Linked DNA regions of Zea mays: region 1 is linked to region 2. Evidence: chromatin contacts called from public Hi-C data. All regions are on one chromosome and are shown on one strand. The core of a region is the stretch at or near the end of the contact, and the rest is flanking DNA. Distances in the headings are between cores, read along the strand shown.

Evidence for each region. Hi-C and Micro-C count contacts between places; a contact is called where the count stands out from the background.
Region 1: a contact with region 2 is called in a Hi-C map of leaf, with 5 times the contacts expected there. The contact joins the promoter of LOC103644179 here to the promoter of LOC100191314 in region 2. A contact is called at or near these places in 6 of 25 Hi-C or Micro-C datasets (ear, endosperm, leaf and 2 more).

What each region holds. Positions count from the first base shown.
Region 1 is chr1:294,842,844-294,847,404 of Zm-B73-REFERENCE-NAM-5.0, forward strand. It overlaps LOC103644179 (putative RING zinc finger domain superfamily protein), which reads right to left and starts at 1,884. Exons shown (of 3, transcript XM_008667372.4): 1 at 1,392-1,884; 2 at 1-451. The coding sequence starts at 1,850. It overlaps LOC109943811, which reads right to left and starts at 3,271. Exons shown (of 3, transcript XM_020547314.1): 1 at 3,226-3,271; 2 at 2,632-2,835; 3 at 2,488-2,552. The coding sequence starts at 3,271. The coding sequence ends at 2,488.
Region 2 is chr1:294,628,635-294,633,484 of Zm-B73-REFERENCE-NAM-5.0, forward strand. LOC100191314 (60S ribosomal protein L4-like) reads right to left here and starts at 1,816. Exons shown (of 2, transcript NM_001136748.1): 1 at 661-1,816. The coding sequence starts at 1,761. LOC103644176 (a long non-coding RNA gene) reads right to left here and starts at 3,910. Exons shown (of 3, transcript XR_002266894.3): 1 at 3,444-3,910; 2 at 3,246-3,338; 3 at 2,338-2,990.

The DNA.
Region 1 (4,561 bases), core at 634-3,133, 210 kb after region 2:
CCTCCTCCTCCTCCTCCTTCAGCCGCCGCTGCGCCATCATCCCCACAAGCCGTGGCGACAGCAACGCTGCTGCGCCCTCCGCGCCGAGCTTGGTCGCGCAACCAGGCTGCGGGCAGCGCGGGGCCAGCCCGCCGAGTAGCCTCATTTTCATGTGCGTCTTCATGCAGACGAGGCAAAAGCGGTGCGCGCAGCCTTCCACCGCGTGCATCTTCCTGCTGTCCACGTCCTCCAGGCAGATCCTGCATGTCTCCGTTCTCTCCTTTGTTGTGGAGAGGTACCTGCCGATCTCCGCCTCCAGTTCCACCTCCTTTGCTAGCTTCACAGCGTTGCCGACTTGGCCTTGCTCAGCAAGTGATATCTCGCATCGCTCGAATTGCTTTTGTGCTGACAGAGCCTGGCTGATCATATCTGCAAGCTGCTCGTCACCTGCTGGACGAGAAAGCCCAACCATCTGCGAGTATAAAACACGGCGTTAATTAGGGATGTTTGGAAGAACGTGCAGTGTATCTTTCTATATACGAGATAGTACCTATTATCAGTCTTATGTTACAGAATGAAATATTAGTTCAAGCATTTCAGCCCTGGAGTTTACATCATTACATATACTCAGATTATTTTATCTAAACAAGAAAGAGCATGATCTGTGCACAGGAGGATACAGATGAAAGACCAGCACTGAACTTAGCATGTGAATCTAACATATTAAGAATCTAATGTGGTCACCTGTCCTACTACCAACTATGGCTTCACTTCCCACGCCCAGCACATGCAAAAATAGTGCAAAACAAGCACTCGAACTCACACCTCTCTGCTCTAGAAATTTGTGGCTAACCACCAGACTATATGTACTTCAATGTTTAAAATAAACAATAATTATATTTACAGCCTAGCCGCCGCTCCCCATATTCTCCCATCCAGTGTCAATGCACTGATACATATCTAGTGATGTATTAATCAGTCTATATCACTGAGGCAATATATTTGGTGCACATATTAAATCATGTCCATCGGATCAGATCCAACAAACAGCTTCGGTTTTGGAGAAAAAAATCCTCCCGCAACCTCTCTTCCTGCCCTGATACGTATGTGAACTTTTTTTTTCTTGAATAAGCCGTTAGATCTAATATAGATGATTTTGATTTAACATGTGTATCACATGCATATGCACCAGATACGTTGCGTAGATAATAAAATTTCACCGGAGGTTCCAATAATAAAAGCAACGAATTTAAACATACTGCAACCAAATGAAGGAAACAGATAAATATGATCAATATCACACCCCTACAAGTACGAAAACAAAATAAAATACGATCAATATCAGGCTCTCTACAAGTGCGCAGTGATCTTCGATCGATCCTGCATTTCGTTTAAAACAAACAGTGACGTACACAGTTGTACAGCAGCCTGTGATCGGTGAAGGCCTTGACGCTGGTGATGCCCATCCTGATCGCGGTACGGAGGCCCTCCACGAGCGCCATCGCCTCCAGCAGCACCTGTCCGACATCGCCGCCGCCGCCGTCGTGCCCGCTCACAAATCCTGACGCGGGTTTGTGCCCCCCGACCACAACATCTCCCTGCGGCCCGCACACGGCCACCGCTAGCACCGGCGTTCCGGGGTCTCCGTCGGCAAGGCCTACCATCTCGTCGGCGATCAACATTTGCTGTCCCTTACAGAAGACGCCGAACATTGGATGCGCCGAAGAGGGAGATGAGGTGGATGAGGCGGTATTGGGAGAGAAAAAGGAGGGGTTGACGCGGACGGAGGCTCGGCCGCGTACGCGCACCGCGGCGAGTTGGTCGCCGGTGGCGGCCATGATGGAAAACCCAGTTGGGGTTGGGCACCGCATGGAGATAGATGGATGCGAAGTTTTTATTTCATCGTATCTCACCGCTGCACTGGGCCGGGCCGGGCCGGCTCAATACAATCACTGGTACGTACGGTACGGTACAGTGACGAAGCAGATTCAGGGCACCTTTTTTTTTATCCAAGCGGGCTTGGAAATTGGAATGGCCACGAGCAGAACGCATCGGCGCTTGGCGCTCGGTGGCTGTGCCTGCAGGCACGACGCCACGGCCCACGAGCAGCAGCTCGCTAGCGTCGTCCACGAGCAGCAGCCACGCGCGAGCCGGGACTGTGCACGCTGGCATCGTCGTCCGGGCCGCTTTGCCAGGCTTGAGCACCACGGGTCGCTGGGGAGCCAACTCCTCTATGTTTTGCTCAGCCTTGTCCACGATGGTCACCGGCGGCCATGGTGAGGAGATAGATTCTCCCACCAATGCCGTGGAAGTTGAGCATCAAGGTGCTTGTCGTCGAAGATTTGGAGGCTCGCTCACTGCTGGTGGTACGGAGGCCTACAGGTACCGGTGGCGGATCCAGAAATTAGCTAAGACCCGGGCCGAAGCGACCATAAACTTTAATAGTAGCATATAAAAAAATTGTACGGCGAAACAACATTGTCATATATGTTAAAGATGACATACAAGTTATGACGTAGCTCCTTCCAAATATATCATGTCAACATCAACATCAGTGCTTCTTGCTCCAGAACCTCGAAGCAAATCATATTAAAAATGTGGCTTGAAAGGTAATGTTAAATAAATTTAATAATATTAGTAATTGGTACATACCACTAGTACGAGGTAGATTCACCCTGCGGGTTCTCATGCCTTGAAAATAATCCAATATCTTTGCATCATCAATGCTTGTAAATATATCCCTCTCAATATAACACACCATACGATGGTTAAGCCATTCGTCTCCTGTCTTATTCCGCAACTCAGTTTTAATGATATTCATAGATGAGAAAGCTCTCTCCACAGATGTTGTTGCCACTGGTAAAATCAAAGCTAACTCAATGAGACGATATACAAATGGAAAGACAACATGCCTGTCACTCTGAACCATTCTCACAGCAAGATCGCCTAGGTCATTACAACTTAGAATATCTGGATCAGCTCTCATATCAATAATGAATATCTCAAGTTGGTCTTTCAAAACTATGCAATCATATGTAGAGAAGTCTGCATCATACAATTTAGCAAGCTCAATTAACTTATCTCCATCAAAATTGGCAAAAGAATTTCTTGGATCAAGGCAGGCAATGTATCTCAATAATTGGGTAGATCTTTCACCAAAACGGTTGTTCAACTCCACAATAAGTTGGTCAAGCACCACATTAAATATTTCATGTTTCAAGTGATGATGGTAAGTTATCAACTGACCTCCACGACCTCTTGAGCAACCTCTAGCAGTGATTGTATCCAACATGTTTGGCACAATGATATTATATTGAATACAAAATGATTTAGTATCCTCAAAGAGATCTTCCCATCCATGTTGTCTAATTTCATCAATTTGTTGCAATGTGGCACCAATCAGTCATATGGCACGAACAATATTTTGATCTTTCTTTTGCAAGCATTGGGATAAATCATTAGTCTTACCCAATAATTTGATAACAAAATGCATAATAAGCACAAACTCAAAAGTCTCCATTTGTTTTAGCAAACCAGATGCAGTAGTTCTTTGAGAACTAGAACCATCTTGACATATATTCTCTAATACCTCTAAGACTGCTTTCCACATATAATGAAGACGACACAATGTTTTGTGGTGTGATCCCCACCGAGTGTCCCCGGGCCTTGCAAGATTAGTTGCTTGGTTTTTCCCTCTTCCCGGAAAAATTTCACCCATTTCCAAACTATGCACAAGGTTGTCATGATGTTCTTGGGCCAACTGATATATATGGCCAATTGGTTGACATGGACCCTGTAACAAATACTCTCTTCTAACAGCATCTCTAATGTTAACATCGTATTCATCAATTGGTTTTCTAAGCCCAGGATCAGCAACTATATCGAATAACTGCTCAGAAGGTGGAATTTCTTGCTCTTGTTCATGTGAAGTTGGATTTACTACTGCCTTAACAATAGCCTCCTCGGTTGCAATTTCTTGGGCTTGATTGTTACTAGTTCCGGTTTCCACTGTTGGTTGAGAATTGATGTTTGATCTTGGCTGCACATTAGGCACAACGGGTGTGAGAGTTGGAGAAAAAAATGATTGCAATGTTCTATGTCTCTTCTTCATTTTGATTGTTACTGCCTTACACTCTGAGGGCTGTTCCTTGCACACAAACAGTGGGAAGCACGGTTAGCACAACTGCACAAGGCACGAGCAGCGACGGCGAGGAGCTACATACCTACAGTAGTCTGCACTCTGCAGGGTCTGAACTCTGAAGCCGAGAAAGCGAACTAGCGAAGCCGAGAAAGCGAACTAGCGAAGCCGAGCGAGCAGGCTGCAGGGACTGCCGGACTGGGCTGGGGCGCGGCGGAGAGGCGTCAGGGCGGCGCGCCGGCGCGACGGAGATGCGAAGAGGCGCCCAGTCGCCAGGCGCGCGCGGTGGACTGGGCGGCGCCGGCTCGGCGCTCGGTGGTCTAGGCTGGGGCGCTGTCGCGCTAGGCGAGCGCTCGGTGGACGGGCTGGACTAGGGTCTGGGTGGCGTGGCGGCGGGTTGGGGTCTGGGCGCGCGGCGGCGGCGGACTAGGGTCTGGGCGCGCG
Region 2 (4,850 bases), core at 566-3,065:
ATTGAAGATAAATCTGTGGCAAAAATAACGAGCTGCAGTCAAGGAAAGGGTATTCCCTCTGGTCCAAACTGTAGGTTGCTTTATTTTGTCCTAAGTTCAACATCTTAAAATCTACAGTTCCAAATAAATTTACTGCCAATGCATATTTCATGGATTTAATTTATTAAAGTAAGAGAAGCAGTAGCTTCGTGAGTTCCAGATAGAAGGAATACGTGATTCACCACAAACTAGAGCAAACAACTAATTCACTAGTTAAACTAGCAAAGTCCCAGGCATTGTGAAACAGGGCTAACTCATTAGTTGAATGGCACACTAAAAATGCAGCAGCATTGATGTTAACAGTTCCTCAAAAAAGGTTCAGTGACATGCGTGTTAGCTAATCATATCAACGCTATCTAGAAACTAAGACCGAATAGTACCATTGTCAACAATCGACTAAGCTATGACACGATACAACCCAATTGAATTAATATAACATACGCTAGACTATTAAGCTGCATATAAAATGTTGAAATACACAATCAATGGCGAAAATTGGTACAGTACTGAAGCAGTAAATATACAATGCTAAAGAATGAACAATTAATGTAGACTACTATGAACAGGTAAGAATCTATATACATATGTATAAAGTGTAAAAGGAAGAGAAGATTATCATACTGGGCTGAGCTTGGTCCTCTTGGAGTCAAGCTTCTGCTTCCTGGCCTTGACACGCGCTGCCTCTGCTAGGGCTGCCATCTTTCGTGCAGTACCGAGGTACGGGTTCAGCTTGAGCACTGCAGCCATATTCTTCAGCGGGTTCTTCCTAGGCTCCCTACGCTTCACCTCCTTGTTGATGGGCTTCACCACAGATTGCACCTCGTCAGAGTTGATGAGCCTTGACAGATCAGCGTTTGCCATCTTGGGCCTCGGGAGCAAGAAACCCTTCTTCTTCGCCGATGGCGTGTCGAAGGTACCGTACACCTCATCCAGCTTCTTGAATGCGCACTCGGTCCAGATGACGAACCGACCAAGGTGGCCACCAGGGGCGAGGTCGAGCAGGTTCAGGCGCTCGACATTGGCAACATCAACGCCAGGGAGGTTGCGGAAGGCCTTGACGATCTTAGAGCCCTCAGCGCCGTAGACAATGAGGGGTCCCTTGCGGTTGATGTAGCGGCGGTTGCGCATCTTCCCCTTGCCGGGGCGGATGCTAACGGAATCCTTGGCCTTATCAGCATCAGCGGAGGCACCGAGCTGCTTGAGGACCTTGATGGCCTGAGCTGTCTTCTCAATGGACTCGGCGGAGTCGGAAACGACGAGCGGAAGCTCGGGGACATACTCCACGCGGTGGCCGCGGGCGAGGACGAGGGACGGGACGGCGGTGGCAGCGAGGGCGGAGGCGATGGCCACACGGCGGAGGTGAATGTTGACGCGGCGGTGCCAGCGGCGCCAGATCTTGGTGGGCGCAAACATGCGTCCGCCACGGCACATGTTGCCGAAGGCTCCCTGGCCGGCGCGGTGGGTACCACCGCCAGGAACGCGGGGGATACGGGACACCGCACGCCCCGTGCCCCAGGACTCCGCGGAGGTCTGGTGGCCAGCGCGACGCGACACCGCGTACGGCTGCCGGCTGTTGCAGGACAGGAGCTTGTGGACGAAGCGGACGATGTCTGGGCGGATCGGCGCGCGGAGGACGTCCGGAAGCGGGACACCGACGGAGTCCGTGGCCATGTCGCCCTCCAGGGCCCTCACGGAGACCAGGGGGCGCGCGCCGGCGGCCATTTCGCGGCGGCGGCGACGGGTAGCGGCTCGGTGGCTTCGGATGCGGCCTGCGGGGCGGCAAAGGTGGAAGCGGGAAGGGAGTGATCGACCTTTATATCTCAGAGCTTGGGTGTGAGGTCTAGGGTTTGGGAGGTGAGATCTGGAACGTTGATTTAGATTGGGCTAAGGTCTATTTTAGAATTTAACAGCATTATGCATTGAGTGGTAGACAATATTAAGATCAACAGCGAGACGTATTTTAATTCTTAAAGTACTTCAATAGCTGACTTTTCATCACGGTCACTTGCAATTCTTAAAAAAAGAATTATTACAATAGCCAATTTTTTATCACGAATTTATTAGGTTTTTTGTGATTTAACTCCACAACGTCTTGTGCCACTAAATCCACAGTCATATGTGGGCTGTTTGGATGGCTGCATGAGGCCTGGATTTATCCCACCGTGTGGAGGAGACAGTGATCGTTTGGATGTTTGGACGGTGTGTGGAGCCTGATTGAGCGCGTGTAAAAGCGGCTTGAGAGCCTAGCTCAGCTCATACATCCAACTAGAAAAGGAAGCGCCCTATCGGGCGCTGGACACCTCATGCACGCAGAGGAATAAATTAAACCATATGTTACACCATATAGGATAAATAGTTTAATGTGGCACCAAAATTAGACAAAGAAAGTCACAATGATTATATACCAATAGGCTTTAACAAATAAAAACGATAGACTTGTCTCGAGTACTAAACAAATTCAACACGACATGTAGTGTTGGCAACACCAAACAGGGCAGCAGCTCATATGGCTATGTCCAGATTTAGTTTTAATAAAACAACGTAGTCCGATAGACTTTAGTACAGCTCCAAAAGATAATACACATCTATATCATCAAAGGATTTTCATTACATCAACATTGAAAGAACAGTGACATCCTTATCAGACTATGTCCAGATGTTAACTCAGCATCCTTTTTACCAGCTTCTGGTGAAACGTAAAGATAAGGCTCATAGATTAATTGATGCAGGCGAGAAATTGTAAAAGCGCCTAAATATTCAAGCAACAATGAGATTGCTGAAGCTAGAATTTCAGTTACCTGGATGCATCAATTACCCTCCTCTTTGCAGAATCTAAACTTGAAATAATGACAACATGGTTCTTTCTGATGCTGCTTATGAAATCAACAACATTTTTTGTCGTTAATGAAACATAAGTGTAGCCCTAGAAATCAGTAACCTTCTTAACTGAGCTGCAAGTGAAACAAGTCACCACATAATTAGAGTAGGTGAGGTACTACATAATATAAGTTCAACAAATATGCTCGCTTAGTGAGAGCACAATATAGTAAAACTCAGATTAATTGATGCAATCCATTTTTCACAATTTGGAAAGATTTGGGTGGTACCACACATTGTTTTGGATTGCAACACGTTTTTTATTAAAAGAAAGAGGGGGTTTCCCTAAAAGTTTTGATTTCTTTATATGCTTAGCAATTAGCACATACCATGATTCACTGCTCATGATTATGCTCTTGATCAGGATTATGCATTTAACCTTCAACATTCTCGTTTAAAGCATCAAGACCAAACTTATCTACCTGCACAGCATTACAGTGTATGACTCACCACTGTGTTAAACCAAATAAACTCTAGGAATGAACCACAAAGAGGTGTGAACAACAAAAGAATATTGAATCCTTTACCCTTTCCGGCTGCAGCTTGTTAGGATGTTCTGAATTTTTTTTGACACCGTGACGCAAATTTTTAGGAAATTTGGAAAGACACCTGCTTTCCAAAATGCATCTGAGAATGTGTGCGAGCCACCATTGTTGGGGCACAGGGGTGGTGTGGTGAGAGCAAGATCCAGGGGCTGAGGATCCAGAGGTTGCGCTCCAGCTTCAGTAGTGAATTCGACCAGGCTTGGGCAGGCAAAGGTGGAAGGGGAAGGGATCGAGCCGGGTAGAGGAGGACGTTGACGACCACGACACCGACGTGGCTGCCTCACCGTCGTTGGCTCCACGGACTTTGCTGCTAGGGTAGGCGGCTACGACGGCGAGACCTAGTGGATGCGAAATAGGGAGAGGGGTGGTGGCATCGAGGCTGCGGCGGAAGCGACGCAGCTGCGAGGAGTGGGAACCCGAGATCTAGAGATGGGAGAAGCTGCCTACCCTACCATCGTCCTATACAATAGCTTACGGAATCGAAAGGAAGGAACCTGGGAATGCGATTATGCAATGCCGAGACTGACAGTTTCCAGTTACCTCTTTTTTTTCTCCTTCCTTCAGTAGATAGACAATTAAACAATTTGGTTGGTTGGCCTTACTCGGGTCTGCTCTGCTCAGGGATAAGCAGTCGCTCTGTACCTGTGGCACCTCATCATGTAAATCCCACGCCCGCATCCTCTTCGGGTACCTGCCCGACAAAGCTTTACATACGGTTGCCACGGTAATGGCGCAAAGTATGATGACGCCGGTGATTATTAGGACGACGGCGGGTGGGTGGCCTTCCTGTTGTGGTAGGGCTTAGGGGACGTTGTTTTCTAACTAAAGTTTAGCATGTGTCATATTCAACGTTTAAATGCTAATTACGAGTATTAAATATAGTCTAATTACAAAACTAATTACACGGATAAAGACTAAATGACAATATAAATTTATTAAACCTAATTAATTCATAATTAGTGAATGTTTATCATAGTCGAAAGAGAAATTGATCTAAAAGTTATTCGTATATTTTTTGGTGTTTGATGATCATTACAACCTTATGGAGTAATTGGTTTGCTAAGTATATGGTTGTATGATCAAAAGATTGAATCAGAAGACCAAGTTTAGATAATCAGCAAGACTTGTAGAAAAAGAGGATATGGAGCAAGAAATGTTTGAGAGACCATTGAAACACTTAGATGAGTTTTATTATATGATAATAGTGGTACAATGCTAATGTATTGTATCTATGTGTACATGGGTATAGATAGTACTCACATGTATCTAAATAAAATTGATCATTGGATTTAAGTGGGAGTTATTTAGCGATCTGAAGCGTTGATTTTGATAATATATTATATGTGAATGCAATTTATTTGATAAATTCAGAAAAATATGGGTGTGAGG